Regions from separate parts of the Hordeum vulgare genome. Here all the other regions are linked to region 1. Evidence: chromatin contacts called from public Hi-C data. All regions are on one chromosome and are shown on one strand. The core of a region is the stretch at or near the end of the contact, and the rest is flanking DNA. Distances in the headings are between cores, read along the strand shown.

Evidence for each region. A called contact is a pair of places that touch in the nucleus more often than the background predicts.
Region 2: a Hi-C map of leaf shows a contact between it and region 1, with 3 times the contacts expected there. The contact joins the promoter of LOC123401855 here to the promoter of LOC123401433 in region 1. A contact is called at or near these places in 5 of 6 Hi-C or Micro-C datasets (leaf and seedling) and 1 of 1 datasets of contacts at active chromatin or transcription factors (embryo).
Region 3: a contact with region 1 is called in a Hi-C map of leaf, with 6 times the contacts expected there. The contact joins the promoter of LOC123406314 here to the promoter of LOC123401433 in region 1. A contact is called at or near these places in 2 of 6 Hi-C or Micro-C datasets (leaf and seedling) and 1 of 1 datasets of contacts at active chromatin or transcription factors (embryo).

Annotation. Positions count from the first base shown.
Region 1 is chr6H:338,924,505-338,929,539 of MorexV3_pseudomolecules_assembly, reverse strand. LOC123401433 (pentatricopeptide repeat-containing protein At3g04130, mitochondrial) reads right to left here and starts at 2,102. Exons shown (of 2, transcript XM_045095246.1): 1 at 1,739-2,102; 2 at 1-1,146. The coding sequence starts at 901.
Region 2 is chr6H:339,168,261-339,173,295 of MorexV3_pseudomolecules_assembly, reverse strand. It overlaps LOC123401855, which reads right to left and starts at 2,739. Exons shown (of 3, transcript XM_045095711.1): 1 at 2,140-2,739; 2 at 1,130-1,936. The coding sequence starts at 1,837.
Region 3 is chr6H:338,751,488-338,756,522 of MorexV3_pseudomolecules_assembly, reverse strand. It overlaps LOC123406314 (glyceraldehyde-3-phosphate dehydrogenase 2, cytosolic), which reads right to left and starts at 2,851. Exons shown (of 12, transcript XM_045099798.1): 1 at 2,711-2,851; 2 at 2,571-2,594; 3 at 2,374-2,474; 4 at 1,719-1,834; 5 at 1,538-1,637; 6 at 1,302-1,448; 7 at 1,168-1,228; 8 at 986-1,083; 9 at 736-878; 10 at 547-630; 11 at 339-428; 12 at 1-252. The coding sequence starts at 2,714. The coding sequence ends at 207.

The DNA.
Region 1 (5,035 bases), core at 853-3,352:
TTGACAGTGAGGTCATGATCATAGTGTAAGTGATGACATTTGGATGGCAGCCTTCAGAACACATCGAATCAAGAACTTCATCGACCATCCTAAAATTGTGTTGCTTGCAGTAAGCTTCAAGAACAGCGGTGTAGGTGATAACTGAAGGCGGGAACCCCCGGGCCTTCATCTCCTCAATTGTCCACTTTGCCTCATCGATTCTACGTGCACTGCACCAGCCATGGACAAAAATGTTGAACGTGTATGCATCAGGCTGAATGTGCGGACTGAGCACGAGAAAGACCTTACGTGCTACTTCAACCTTCTTTTCTTTGCAAAGTACATCCAGCAGAACATTCATAGTCTCTGTATTCCTCTCCAGCCCCATGTCCTCCAGCTTATCGAACAGCATGACAGCATCCTTCCATCTCCTTGCACCTGCCAGCCTCCTGATGCTCTTTGCAGCTGTCTCGACAGTCACAAGGCCTCTGCAGTGCATGTCAGACAATAGATCCCACATCCGATCAATCTGCCTCATCTTCCCAAGCAAGTCAATCATCCGACTACAAGCATATGCCGTGTGCTTGTAATTGCCACTCAACTGTGCCCACTGAAAAAGACTAAAAGCAGATTTCCAGTCATCCCCAAACTTACACAACAAGCTGTCCACAGTGTTACTTGTAGGCTGAATTCCCGGACAGTCAACCCCAAGGGACTGAACCAAATCCTGCACATCTCCATTGCGTGCCTTCAAAAGAGAACCCTTGATCTGCGCTGCTAATGCTTCTTCCTCCATCGTGAGGTCAATACTGTTAAGATCTCGATTCAAGTGTGTAACTGATGATAAGGATAATCTACAAGGAGGGAGTAATTGCAGGGCTCTCCTGGCACCGTGGCGGCGCCAGAGACTCAGCTGAGACATCAGGTGGCGGGACTAGCAATTAGCCAGCCTGGGTGCTGAATATCACAGTCGTTAAATATAATAATAGCTAACAGCAGCAAGATGAAACTATAACCAACTGCAGATACTTCCTTGAGACCTTCTAGTATCACCCCATGTATTGCCAAGGCCCAGAATCTAGCAACATCCACCCATGGCATGGCGGGGGCCAGCTCAACACAGGGTCTCTTCTGATCGATGCTAATGGCTCTGGTTTCCTACATTCCCTAGTACAGACCACAACAATATAAGATGATAAATATTAGTTCTAGCAAAATATCAATGTGTTAGGTGTAATGATCAGTACAGGTCAACAGCAGCCAAGACAAGACAAAATATAGATGGAGCTCGACCAAAGCGATCTTGACTCTGGCGGAGCTAAACAAGATTGTCTAGGGGGGCAGTGGAGAATCCAGGAAGAAAATTTAGTGTGGGCTCAAAGTTAACGGTGATAAAATTAAACTCCCTTTTAAAAAAAAACATTATCTCTCATCCTATTTTCCAAATTACAACTAGGTACATGTAATATTTACTGGAATATTTCTGGATTTTTCTCGAAAAACATCAAATTTGATCTTTTTAGCACATGTAGTTAAGGGAAGGGGATCTAAATCCACATTAACTGGGACAGCTTTAGGTTCAACAAGAGGAGTGCTTGAACTACTTGCATAAAAACTATGCATGATCATATTTGACCTCTTCATTTTTAGTTTTTTATACATCGACAAACAAATAGTACGTTATATTGGATACCATATCAATTAACAATAGCTAACAGTACATGCTTAGCAAAATATTTAGGATTTGACTGACATGTACCTTGATTTTGCTGGATGCCACTAGCTCGCGGGCGGTGTGAGCGTGGCTCCTGGATCCTGGATCCCGGCTCCTGGCACGGGCGCCGGCAGCTGCTACGGAATCCAGACGCTAGGCGGCTAGGGTCCGCCGCCCAACAGCCGCTGCTGCTTGTTGTTGGCGCGTGGGGCGTGGATGATGCTTGCCGTGGGGCACAGGGCATGGGCTGCTGCTTGCCGCCGGCCAACCCCACCACTGTCGCCGGCTGGCCGGGCGCCCGCTGCTGCTTGCCCCGTGTCCGCTCGTCGCTAGCTAGGGTTGGAGGCTCGAGGCCCGCGTCCGCTGCTCGCTAATGGCGGCTGTTCGTGTTGGAGTTGGACGAAACAGGTCGTCGCGGCGAACTGCATGGGCTGTGGGCTGCGGAGGTGGCTAATGGGCTGGAGGTTTAAATATGAAATTAGTTTGTTCGAGGGCTGGCTTCAGCCTGTTGAAGCCTGCTTACCGCATCGGAAGACAAAGCAAAATTTATAATATCATTGTACTTCCTTCGTTCTTAAATATAAGTATTTTTAAAGATTTTAGTTAGACACTACTCCCTCCGTAAACTAATACAAGAGCGTTTAGATCACTAAAACACTTTTATATTAGTTTACAGAGAGAGTACATATGAAGCAAAATGAATGAATTTACACTCTAAAGTATGTCTATATAATATATACATTTGTATATAGTCTTCTAGTAGAACCTCTAACCAAACTTATATTTAGAAATGGAGAAACTACCAAACTAGATTTGCACGGCTCAACACTTACACGGTTTTTAGGTTGCAACTCAACACTTCTCTCCCTAATAATAAGGCAAATAGGATTTCTGGTCATCCGTCATTTAAATTGCCCCCGAAGTTGCCTAAAATTACCCACCAATGCCATTCGTAAGTCAAAAAAACGGTTCGTTTTTCGAATTTCTGAAATCGGCGCTGTTATTTGTTGTTATAGACACCGATACGTTAGTAGAGCAACAATCGATGAGTAGTGCGATGATTATCGGTTCAAGTCTCCACCCAGGAGACCAGGGTTCGATCCCTGGTTCTCACTTGTATTTTTCTCTCTTTTTCGTGCAGGTCGGGGCGCCCCTGTTTTGTTTCTTTTTAGTTTCGTTTCGATCGTGTGTTTTTTCCCAAGTTTCGATCATACGTGTTGTACTCATCCCATCGTAGACATACCGCTTCATGCGTTCCCCTCGGCCCACATGTATGCGAACCTCCACGTCGCTTGGTTTGATTTTTTTACAAGCTCGCCTGGATTTCTTCGAAAGAATCTACCTGTTTTTTTTCGTGACCCCTCACAATACGGTCGATTTGTTGGAATCAAACACAGCATCCATCGCTGCCTTTCGCGTGATCTCCCATAAATATCAGCTTGTCGAGGAGAGGAGAGGTGAGGAAGGGTGGATCCGTGGAGTGAAGGGCGGATGAACCGTGCGCAAGCGATGCCAATCCTACGGGGCGATTCGTCCAGGTACGAGTCATGCCGAGGCCGATGACATCGAAGTCACGGAGCCAGCTAAGACATGCGGTGACTGCAGCAATTTAAGCGCGGACGTGCGGCGACTGCGACAATTTAGGCGCGGCGAGCGACAGACTGGTTTTTGCAGCCGGCCAGCCAAACTCACAATCGATGGAGTGAGTGGTGCAACCGCCTTGCGGGAGGCTGTGACGGTGAGGCGTGGCGGAGTTGGGCCGTGCGACCGGACGGGGTTGTCCTCGTCGAGCAGATTGTCGTCCCAAGGCCGCCTTCAGGGCTCCAATTCCCTACCGCTGTCAAGCTCTATGTGAGGCTCCACCTGGACATATCTATTCATATGATACTATATTTCCTCTGGCAGCCGTCTGTTCCGCTTGTTGTTTCCTTTCGATCTGTGAGAAGGCCTCGAGGAGGGAGATGCGGAGGTTCATGGAACCATGGAAGTTTTCAGATGGGATTAGTTAAAAGAAAAGGAAAAATTCCCACTCTGCCATGCGGGAGTCAAAGGTGGGTGGGTTCCCTGATGCCCTGGTTGTGGCAACAATAATTGGTGTAACAAGCATGCTTTTTTCTTTGTCAAATTCTCATCTGATCTAGAAATATGGTGCATATGCATGGCTATGCATTTGATTTTTTTCCTCCTGTGTGTTGACTTGATAAGTATAGACCCCGATGAGCACTGATGACCAACGATGCCATAACATAAGATCCACACTGAACTCCGTAGTGCGAATTTTCAATAAGGCATACCATCTCGATGCTCATGGTTTCTTCAGCATATATACAGTCTCTACTATGTAATTCTCCGCGCAACCAAGTTAATTGTACAAGAGCCATTAAATAAATAATTCTTGTTGAACTGTTGTTTGGTGATTGTGTCGATTTGAATGTACAGTAGCATTACATGAACAATGCAAGTTCATTTTACTATTCTGTCTGCAACAGACTATTCTGCCTTTTTGCAATTGTAGAATTACTAAGTTCATGTTGACGAGGCAGCTATTCCAGATGCTTGCAAATTGTTAGAATTTCATCGCTCTTCATTTTGTCCAGCATTTGCTGTGTCCTATGCTCCTATAGCTTTCATAGCTTTCTAGGTATAAACTACATATGCACCTAGCAGTAAATTATTTTTTAAGAGTAATCTATCAGTGTTGTATATTCATTGTTGGCATAAATTGATGCCAGTCTTGTGGTTGACTTCCGGCATAACCAAATCCGCAATTCGTTGGTGAACTTAGAGCAATCCATTGCGACATAATCTTGGATGAAGTTATTTTTTGATTAAATTATGATTTTTTACTGTAGTGTATACTCCCATAAATGAGAAATTCATTGTTTGGTAGGTTTCTATCAATCATTATTTATCTTCTCCACCATAAAAAACATTTCTCTTCTTAGTTACGTTGAGGTGAATGCAGCTGATGGTCATACTTATCAATATAGGCGCATGCAGCAGATTATGAAGAAAATGCACCTGAAGATGGTTCCTCAGAATGAGAATCCAATTACCATTCTCTTCAACAATGAAGGCACATTGTTTGTATGTCATTAGCCCTGTCCTATGAAATTCAGAATCATAAAAGATAATATTCAGGCACCTATACATCTGCTCGAACACAATCACATTTTGGAACAGTGACTCACTGGAAGCTGGCGCCGGGCCACAAGGGGATCCAACCCGAGGACGCGCCTCCGCTACTCTCGTGCGACCTGATCAACCCCTCCATCCACTTCAACGTCAAGTACCCTCTTTTTCCATATGTAGCCTCTGAGTTACTTCCATGCCAAACGTATG
Region 2 (5,035 bases), core at 1,490-3,989, 240 kb before region 1:
TCAAACTGAAACAATAAAACACCTCTTTCTTAATTGTCCACTTGCAAAATTATTATGACGCGCTGTTTATATAGCTTTCAACATTTCTCAACCAACGAACATTAAAGCGCTGTTTGGAACATGGCTTAGTGAAGTGGACGTAAATACAGTTGATCATATAAGGATTGGAATAAGTGCCTTGTTTTGGGCTATATGAAATACTAGAAATGATATGAATTTTAATGGCAAGAATTTCAACAACCTTTTGCAGGTTATTTACAGAGCCACAACTTAGAACCGTACGTGGCGTTACCCATTCATGCGGAATTCAGGAATCTTTTGGATATTGGATGCAACCGATGAAAAACTGTCGCACGGGCTATCTTCAAACGGTTTAGATGGCGAGCTATTAACAGGCTAGGTGTATAGGCATCTTAGCTTAATTTTGGTTTCGCCGGATGTGACAGTTTTCATTCCCTTTTTTCAAGTTTGTTTTTTGCTCAAACCGTTAGCTCGTTGTGGAACTTTAACTGTGTTTTTGTACCGTTTTAATAATATAGTTGCATGAATCGATTGATGCAGTAACTGTGTTTTTGTACCATTTTAATAATATAGTTGCATGAATCGATTGATGCAGTAACTGTGTTTTTGTACCATTTTAATAATATGGTTGCATGAATCGATTGATGCAGAGGCCGTGGCTGTCCTCCTTTTCCAAAAATAATAATAATTAAGAAACAGAAGGAAAGTTGGCTGAATATCACCATCAAGAAAACAGAAAGGAAGTCGTAGATCTAAAAGTTGTTTGGTACCAATTCTTTTCCTATCTGGACAGAAGTAGAAGTACATCCGCTTTTGCCTCAGTTTATTTATTGGACGGGGTCTCATGATCAGAGCTTTGACGTTTCAGTATTGTGTAGTACTATCAATCTTATAACAAGAAATTCGGATCATGAATTGTTCGAGCTGATCCAACTAAGAAAGGGAATTTCCGAAGCATGTAAGCATACTTGTAACAACAAGATGTACACTACACGGCCAAGAAAAAACTAAGCAAGATAACAACAAGATGGCCAAGATAAAACTAAGCAAAAACATGTACGTACTAGCAGAAGAGGATGTAAGCAATGGCAGGAAACAGGTTGCTCACCTCCAGCTGCCCTCTCCCAGCAGCTGCATGAAGCACGGTGGATCCACGGATATCAAGATACGCCGGCACGTCGGAGCGACCGTCGATGAGCTCCCTGAGCATCCGCACGCTCCCTCCTCTCGCGGCTGCGTGTACAGCCCTGCTCATCATCTCCAGCCGGAACACCGAGGCGCGACCGCCGGCGCCATCCCCGTCGCGGCAATACGTCGAGCACCTCGGGGACATGGCGTGGTCCAGCAGCATCCTGAAGAGGTCGGCGTTGCGGCCCCTCGCCGCCGCGTAGAACATGTCCGTGACCCCGTACTCGCCCTCGCCGAAGACGAGCAGCGGGTCCCTGTCCAGCAGCTCCTGCACGAAGCCCGCGTCCCCCGCGGAGGCCGCCGTGTAGAGCAGCCAGCCGCCGTAGCCGGCCCGGAGCAGCGTGTTCTCGGCGCCGTGCTTGCACTCGCACTCGAGCAGCAGGCCCCGGGCGACGGAGGCGCGGTGGCGGGGCGCGTGGACGAAGCGGGCGTCGTCGTCCCAGAGCGACTCGAGGCGGCGGATCCGGCGGAGCGAGGTGAGCTTGATGAGGAGGTTGGGGTCGAGGTGCAGCAGCTGGCGGACGATGTCGTAGTGGCCGTCGGCCGCCGCCCAGTCGATGGGCGAGGCGTACCACCACTGGTCGCCGGTGCTCTCCCACCGCAGCGGGAAGTAGCAGGACCGCTCCATCGGTCTCGGGACAGATCTGTCTACCGGTGCTGTGCTGTCACTCCGGAGTGAGGCGAGCTCTGCTCCTGCTCAGCTCAGGCGCACATCACATGGGAGCAGCTGCATCAAAGGTAGAAGAAGATTAGAAGGAGGAGGGAATGTGCTGCATGAGCATGGCGCCATGTGGGTGGGCTGGGCAAATCCATGGAGGCAAATATGGTTTGTTTATTGCTTGTGATCAGATTGGGATGCAATGCAAGCATCTGTAAACTGCAAGGGAGGCATCATGCAAATGAATCTGACGCTAAAGCAAAGGAAAGCACCTTGTGAAGGACGCAGCTTCACCCTCGCACATGAACAAACGAAGAAGCACGAGAGAGCCTTCGACACTTATCAGCCGAGCTGGAGAGATCCACTTGACTGGATTAGTAGGAGCATTATCATGAATGAAGAAGCATTTAGGCCGCCAAAGTGGTTATGCATTCTTGTAATGGCACAGTGCAAAGGTGGCACGCAGTTATGAACGAGTGGGGGAAGGAAGCGCAGACAGACAGTGAGGCAGCGACAGTGACAGAGAGAGTATCGTGGTCCTCTTCTCTGCCCTTTGGAAAAGGAAGTGCCGAGACATCACATGGTATGGAATTGAATGGAGCCTTTTCCGTTGATCAAGCACAACAAAGTGCTCTGCAATGGAGGAGAGGAGAGGAGAGGACAGGACAGGAATCTTTGGGCTGGTTAGGAAAGGTGAAACAGGACCATCAATGACAGTGCAGCTTTTGCACCCGAATCAACAGGACAGAGGCCAATGTAGTACGGCACCACAGGGATTAGGGGGTGGTTTGGGTTGGCAATGATGCGAAAGGGTGGCGCTGTCCTGTGCTGTTTGGGCATTCCTTCGGCTATGGAGATCAGATCAACGTGTTGCATGGTTTGGGGCGTGTTCGGTTGGTTTCCGAGGGCATCTTCACCCGAGTCCCCAACAGCCGTCCATTTCTATTTTTAACGTCGACCTAAAAAAATCCGTCCAATCATGTTTTAGGATCTTGTTTTTCGTCAACTTAGATCAAAATTGATGCCGACAGATCCAGACCGAACCTAGCGCACCGAAGGCGTCAAATCCCTTCCGCGTGAACCCGCCGAGTCAGCGAGACCGGACGTCGCCAAGAACGTTCGTCCTCCTCATCACCTTGGCTCCCGTGCCAATTCAATGTGCCGGATTTCAAGGTCTGGCGGCACAGTAATGGCACGCCACCGCACGTCCTGTCCTTTTTCGCCATGTGTGCACACGGCTCCCGCCTCTTCTTCGTTATAAAATCCGCGCGTCGCCGCCGCTCGCCACACACTCGCCCCCCAACCTCTACTCCCATCTCTCTCGCCTCCACCGCCGGTTTTCTTCCTAAAACCATGGCGGAGCAATTCCCAGGCGACGGAGCGGCCACCAACGGCTTCAGCCGTCGGTCGTTGCATGAATGGGAGGCGCGAGTCCTCCACGAGGCCAACTACCCGGCGCCGCCAGACATGCGCATGCCGGGCGCGTGGAGGCTGAGCCTCGGAGGAGTCCCCGTGCTCCCTTCACCATCCGCCGTGGAACGTCGCGGCGAGATCGCGTGCATCCGGGCCTCTTTGCCGGAGGACGCGCGACATGAAGAAAGGAACGTCGTCGACGACCTCCCTCTGTGGATGACGTACTTTCAGTGCCGCCACGCTGACAAGCTCGCCTCCACCAACTGGTTTTCGCTGCCAGGGGGCGTCACAACTCCGATGACCGTCATCAGTGGTGGGGCGTGCCCAAGCGCATTCTCCACGCTGTCCTCGAGCACATCGAGGGCGGCAACGAGCCGCCACTGAAGTACCCGTCGCCGTCGCTCTCGCACTGGAGCGACAGCTCGTGGCTGCTGAGGTGAATGATGGGGTCCTCCTCCTTGTCCTTGTCCCGCTCCTCCGGCATGACAACGCCGCTCGTCACCGTCAAGGTCGAGCCCCAGGAGATGTTGGTGCGTCGTCACAGCCGTGGTGACAACCTTGTCATAAATGAGGGTTGTCGCCAACCTTCGCCTCCCCGCGGCCACCTTCGACTGGTCAGGCCAAAGAAGGAGAAGGAGCCGCCGACGGCACCGGTGGCCGTCAAGCAGGAGCACGTTGAGATGGCCGCTGGCATGGACACCGGCTTGAAGTGGTCGCGCGACGACTACGTTCGGGAGGAAATGAAGCGCCGGCGCCGCGCTTTGGTGGAGGTCGCCGCGCGGCGTCATCGTCCTCGACGACAGTGATGAAGAGATGCCGATGTAGACCGCCTCCATCCGCAACGGCAATCCAGGACAAGGCTCCAGCAAGGACGACGCGAAGGACGACGACAGCGGCGACTACACCGTCTTCTACCAGCTCCTCGACATGAACTAGGTTAGCGGCGGCGGCATAGTTATTTTTTATGTTTCTTATCTTTTTTAAGTTTGTACAAATTTTAATGAAATCGCCTAAATTTTATCCAAAATTTTCTAAATTAGTTCGAATTTGGTCCGATTTTAATTTAAAGACGGCGTATGGGTGGTGACATTGGACGGGTTGGGGGGGGGGGGGGGGGGCTCGGAACCCGAGCGCTCCAAACCGATTTGGTCCCGTGGAGCGTATACAAGCTTTTGGTCATCATCTGTATGTTGTTTGTTTGTTTGCATTAAATTCAATTAATGTAAATTGCATTAAGCCCAACTCGTATATGAAAAACTGTTAATTTAAGCGTGTGAGGACGCTTCAAATTTCATACAGACCAGTTTATACGTGTAAGTCAGCCAACCAAACGACTTACCATTTAGCCCGCCTGATTGGTCTTAATGGAGGCTACCAAACGCAACCTTGTTGTTTTTTCCGTTTGCTCTTCTTTTCTGGAGGTATCCTTGAAATGCATCCTGATGGTGTGGCTGCATATACATGGATGGACGGCGTGCCGAACTTAACTCATGATGGTCTCAGAGGTTTGCTTTATAAGTACATACATAAAATAAATGGAATCATCGAGGGAGTGGCGGCGAGCTCAACATCCACCCATGCACGGAATATCCTAGAATTTGTAATTCCACACTCGAGGAGTGTAGTACCGAATATCTTAGAACCCGCGTTTCCTAAATGACCGTGCATTTGTAATGTTCGATGCCTGTCGCTTCTTCTTTGTTTTCTTCCTTGTTTAGCGTCATCATCAAGACAAGATTGTGTTTCCAAGATCCA
Region 3 (5,035 bases), core at 1,602-4,101, 170 kb after region 1:
AAATAACTCATGATTTAGTTCAAGCAAGTACATAATACCACCAAAATGTGAGCCGCTAAGCTCAACCAACCATCAGGATACATCCAATAAAAGGTTTTTTTTAGTTGCCATAATTCCATACAAAAATTTATTCTCGGAAGAGGTTGTACACTCTTCTCTTCTCTGGGGCAAACCACACTCCCCTGTATCTTCATGCTTTGGCTCATTTACTTGGTGCTGTGCATGTGGCGGATGAGGTCGACCACACGGGTGCTGCAAAGGTAGAAATTCACGATTCAGCAAGATGATTTCTGCATTGATGAGATGACTGCAGGAGGGATATAAGAGGTGCCACTAACCTGTATCCCCACTCGTTGTCGTACCATGAGACAAGCTTGACAAAGTTGTCGTTCAGAGCAATCCCGGCCTTGGCATCAAAGATGCTGGACCTGTTATGAGTAAAGTGGAATCATTAGCCAAGTCGGATGAGTAGCCACTATGAAGATATAGGCAATCAAAATGCACCAAAATAAAGTAACATAGTTGTCAAAGTGAAATGGTAAACACCTGCTGTCACCCTGGAAGTCAGTGGAAACAAGGTCCTCATCGACATAACCCAAAATGCCCTTGAGGTTTCCCTCAGACTCCTCCCTGTAAAAGCAAATAAGTACACATCAATACAAATACTAAAATAAGAAACAATATACACATACACGGACGGAACTAAGTACATTGTTCCTGGTTAGCAGTACTCACTTGATAGCAGCCTTAATCTGCTCATAGGTGGCTGGCTTGGCAAGTCTAACAGTCAGATCAACAACAGAAACATCAACAGTGGGAACACGGAAGGCCATTCCAGTCAACTTTCCGTTAAGTTCTGGGAGCACCTTGCCAACGGCCTGCAGGAAATCGAAATGGTGATCCATTGAATAGATTATTATAAGAAATGAAGACTAATGGTCGTTCAGACAACTTATGATATAATAGATGGGAAACGGAAGTGTACCTTTGCAGCACCAGTGCTGCTTGGAATGATGTTGAAGCTAGCAGCCCTTCCACCTCTCCAGTCCTTGCTTGAAGGACCATCAACAGTCTTCTGGGTTGCTGAAATTCCAATTTCAGCCACATTAGTCAAAAGATAAATATCAAATGCTATCAGGAAGAAACATAACCAGTGCAATGCATTACCAGTCATGGCATGGACAGTGGTCATCAAACCCTCAACAATGCCAAACCTGTCATTGATAACCTGAAAAAAAAGAAACTATCAGCATACCATTGCCCAAATTGGTTTTAGCAGCACAAAATGGTACGGTCCACACCTTAGCAAGAGGAGCAAGGCAGTTGGTGGTGCAGCTAGCATTGGAGACAATGTCGATGTCTGACTTGTATTCCTTCTCGTTGACACCACAGACAAACATGGGAGCGTCCTTGCTGGGAGCAGAAATGATGACCTTCTTGGCACCACCCTGTAAGTGGTAACACAGGAAACTATTTAGCACAAATATACACAAGAAAGGTTCAGTTACCATGAAATGGAGACTGTGAAAGAATTTACCTTAATGTGAGCTGCAGCCTTGTCCTTGTCAGTGAAAACACCGGTGGACTCCACAACGTACTCAGCACCAGCAGCGGCCCATGGAATCTCCTCGGGGTTTCTACATAAGGGCTTGTTGATCAGCCTGTACAGCTTACCATGGAAATTAACTGCATGGGAACCAAAATAAATGGTAACAAACCTGCAACCAAACACAGCAACCTCCTTCTCACCGAAGAGAAGGGTCTTGGAGTCCTTCACCTTAACTTCATGGTGCTTCCACTGTCCGTGGACAGTGTCATACTTGAACATGTAGGTCTGCAAGTTGCAAGCACGTAATTCAGAACCATAATATGAACGAGAGACAAGTGGAACTAGCGTTACACTTTAGTTAATTATTGGCAACTGGCACTGAAGACTGCATGTATATAAACCACCAGAGATTACATCTATTTTAAATAGTACCACAATAGAACAATAGTCACTGCGTGGAACAAATAGATTCCTCGAATCCAGAACTGTAAAAATATTCTCCACGGGATGTGAGGAATATAATTAACGTACACAAAAAAGCACTTGCAAAGCAGATCTAACAGTACCATCACAAAACTGATGATTTATATTCAGATGTAGCAACATTCACTAGAACCTAGATTCCAATGCATAACGAGTTAACCGTGCTTGGTGTTGTGGAGCTGAGCATGAGCGCGTGACGAAAATAACAAATCCAAACTATTCGAGAACAGATCTAAGGTGACAGTCGCCAGCCCGTAAACGGGTGTCACAAGCACGAATACACAACGAACCTACCATAAACACCTACAGATCTCATGAGCGAGTGGAATCGAGAACGATACCATGTAGTCGGTGGTGATGAACGGGTCGTTGACGGCGACGAGCTCGACATCGGGGCACTGGAGCGCAACCCTGGCCACAAGCCTGCCGATCCGGCCGAAACCTGCAGGGGAAAGCAAAAATCCATTCATGAGAAAATGAACACACGGAAACAGCCAACGGACAAGCAAACCAGATCAGATCGGGGGATCGAGCTCACCGTTGATGCCGATCTTGATGGGAGCTGCGCAGGGCACGGAAATGCATCCAGCAAAAGGAACGAACAGTAATCAGCCAAAGCACCACCAGGAATCGAAAAGTAGTACAAGAGATAATAAGCGCTCGAGGTGACGGGGTTACCCATGGGGAAATCTGAAGCTGCGGTGGACGGAGGAGGGTCGAGAACAGATCGAGGATTGGGACAGCTATTCGAGATTGCGATGCGATTAGCGAGACCGGGGGGGAGGATTTATATAACGGGGGGTTCATTGGGTGGAGGGGCCCGCAGAGCGGCGCGGGCCGCGGATCGCCTTCTGTTTCTCCGCTACCGGGAATGGAATGGGTGGCTGGCTGGCTGGCTGGCTGACGGGTGGGGTCGAGCGAGGAGCGGGGCGATGGTTTCGAGAAGGTTCCTGTGGGTGGGTGGGTGGGTGGGACGGGGCGAACGTTGGAGCCCATGGAAACCCAGGACCGCTGCTGGGTTTGGCTACGATAATCACGAGAGGAGGGAGCGGTGGTGGGCCATGCCTGCTTACTTCTCGTCCAAGAAGGTGAAACGACCGGCGCCGTGCTTCTTTATTTTTCCTTTTTCTCTCTTTTCTTTGATTGAAAACCCGAGTGCCTAACTTCTTGTCCAAGAAGATCAAACAACCCGCGGCGTGTAAGGCTTGTGTGGTTTCAGCGCCCATGAGCCGGATGCCACATAGGCGGAATTTCAAAAATTCCCTATATATAATTATAAATGCCTTCTTCTTCAAAATAATAATCACTTTCCCGGTAAACATTTATAATAGCGTTTAAAAAGTGTAGTTCAAATTTTGTAACGCTACGAAAGGTTGTCATTTCCCAATCCCCCCCCCTCCCCACCACCTCACTCTCTCGTGATTCCCCTCACTCGGTGTGAAATCCCTAACTCACCCGTGTCGCTCTTCCTTTTTGTCGGCATAACCTGCGCCACCTTCTCGTCCGAGCCAAAATTGGATTTGTTATCGTGGTCGAGAAAGAGTGGGAGGAGCACGGGCCAGACAACCTTGGCCTGCTAGAGGACGGTGGTAGCCTTCTCCTGCTCGACGACGGAGGCGATGAACGACGATGCTCCCCGTATCCCTCAACGTATAAGGAGAAGAGTCGGTACAACAGATGCACCTCCTACTGTCATGAGGAATCAAGAAGGGATATCTAGAGGGGGTGAATAGACTACTTGGCAAAATAAAACCTAACGTTTTCCTAATTTTAATGGTTGGCAAGTTTTAGCAATTCTATCAAGTCTAGAGCACCCTACACATGCAAGTCAACGAGTATAGCAGCGGAAAGTAAAGACATGCACATGTAAGTAAGGAGTAGAGATAGGAAGATCAAACGCAAAGATGAAACACAAATTTTTGACGTGGTTCCGATAGGTGGTGCTATCGTACATCCATGTTCATGGAGACTTCAACCCATGGAGGATAACGGATGCGTGAGTCCAGGAGAGCTCCATCGAGAAGGGGTCCACGAAGAAGCAACCTTGTCTATTCCGTCATGGCTTATGTCCATGAAGGACTAGCCTCACTTGGGGTATATCTTCACGAAGTAGACGATCTCCTTGCCCTTACAAACTTCTCAGTTCAACTCCACAATGAATTGAAGGCTCCTAAGCGACACCTAACCAATCTAGGAGACATCACTCTCTAAAAGATAATAGATGTGGTATGGATGATGAACTGCTTCAAAAGATAGTCTCATCGACACTCAATCACTCTCTCACAGATTTGGCTTGGTATAGGACATTGATTGGATGGAAAACAACTTAGAGAGGCTTGAAATCAAGATTCATGTGGTTGGAGTGGAAGATCTTGATCTCAACACATAAGTAGGTAGTTTTATCTCTAAAAATAGATGGGGCAAGTGTCGGTTTGTTCTGGGTGATCTCTCTACGAATGAGAGGGAGGTGGATGGCTATATATAGCCATCTCCAAAAATCCAACGGTTACAACATTATTGCCCAACTAAGTGGAACTGAAGTAGAAACTCGGTTACACCGACTAGTGCAAAAGGTGGCAACTTTCGGATTTTCGGCGAGACCGATATACACAACTCGGTGAAACTGATTCGGGTAACCTTGGGCAGATTCAACTCTCGGTGGGACAGAAATGAAAAACTCGGGAATTCCAAAATTTAACACTTTGGCAACACAAAGTTGGCACCTACTTTTTGGTTGTGTCGAATGTGATCTCGGTGGCACCGAGATGCTAGGGTTTGGCTCTAGAATCTGTCTAAGGGAAACTTCGTATGGCCGATTTAGAAATATCGGTGGTACCAAATTTGACTATTAGGGTTTTGACAGAATATATTGTGGGGGAATTCTTGAGGGTTTTGGTGGCTAATCTCTAAGCACTTGAGCAACCAAATCGTCATAGATACCTCATCCCCTTTTAATAGTATTTGCTTTCCTATGGACTCAAATGTGATTTCTCACATAAATAT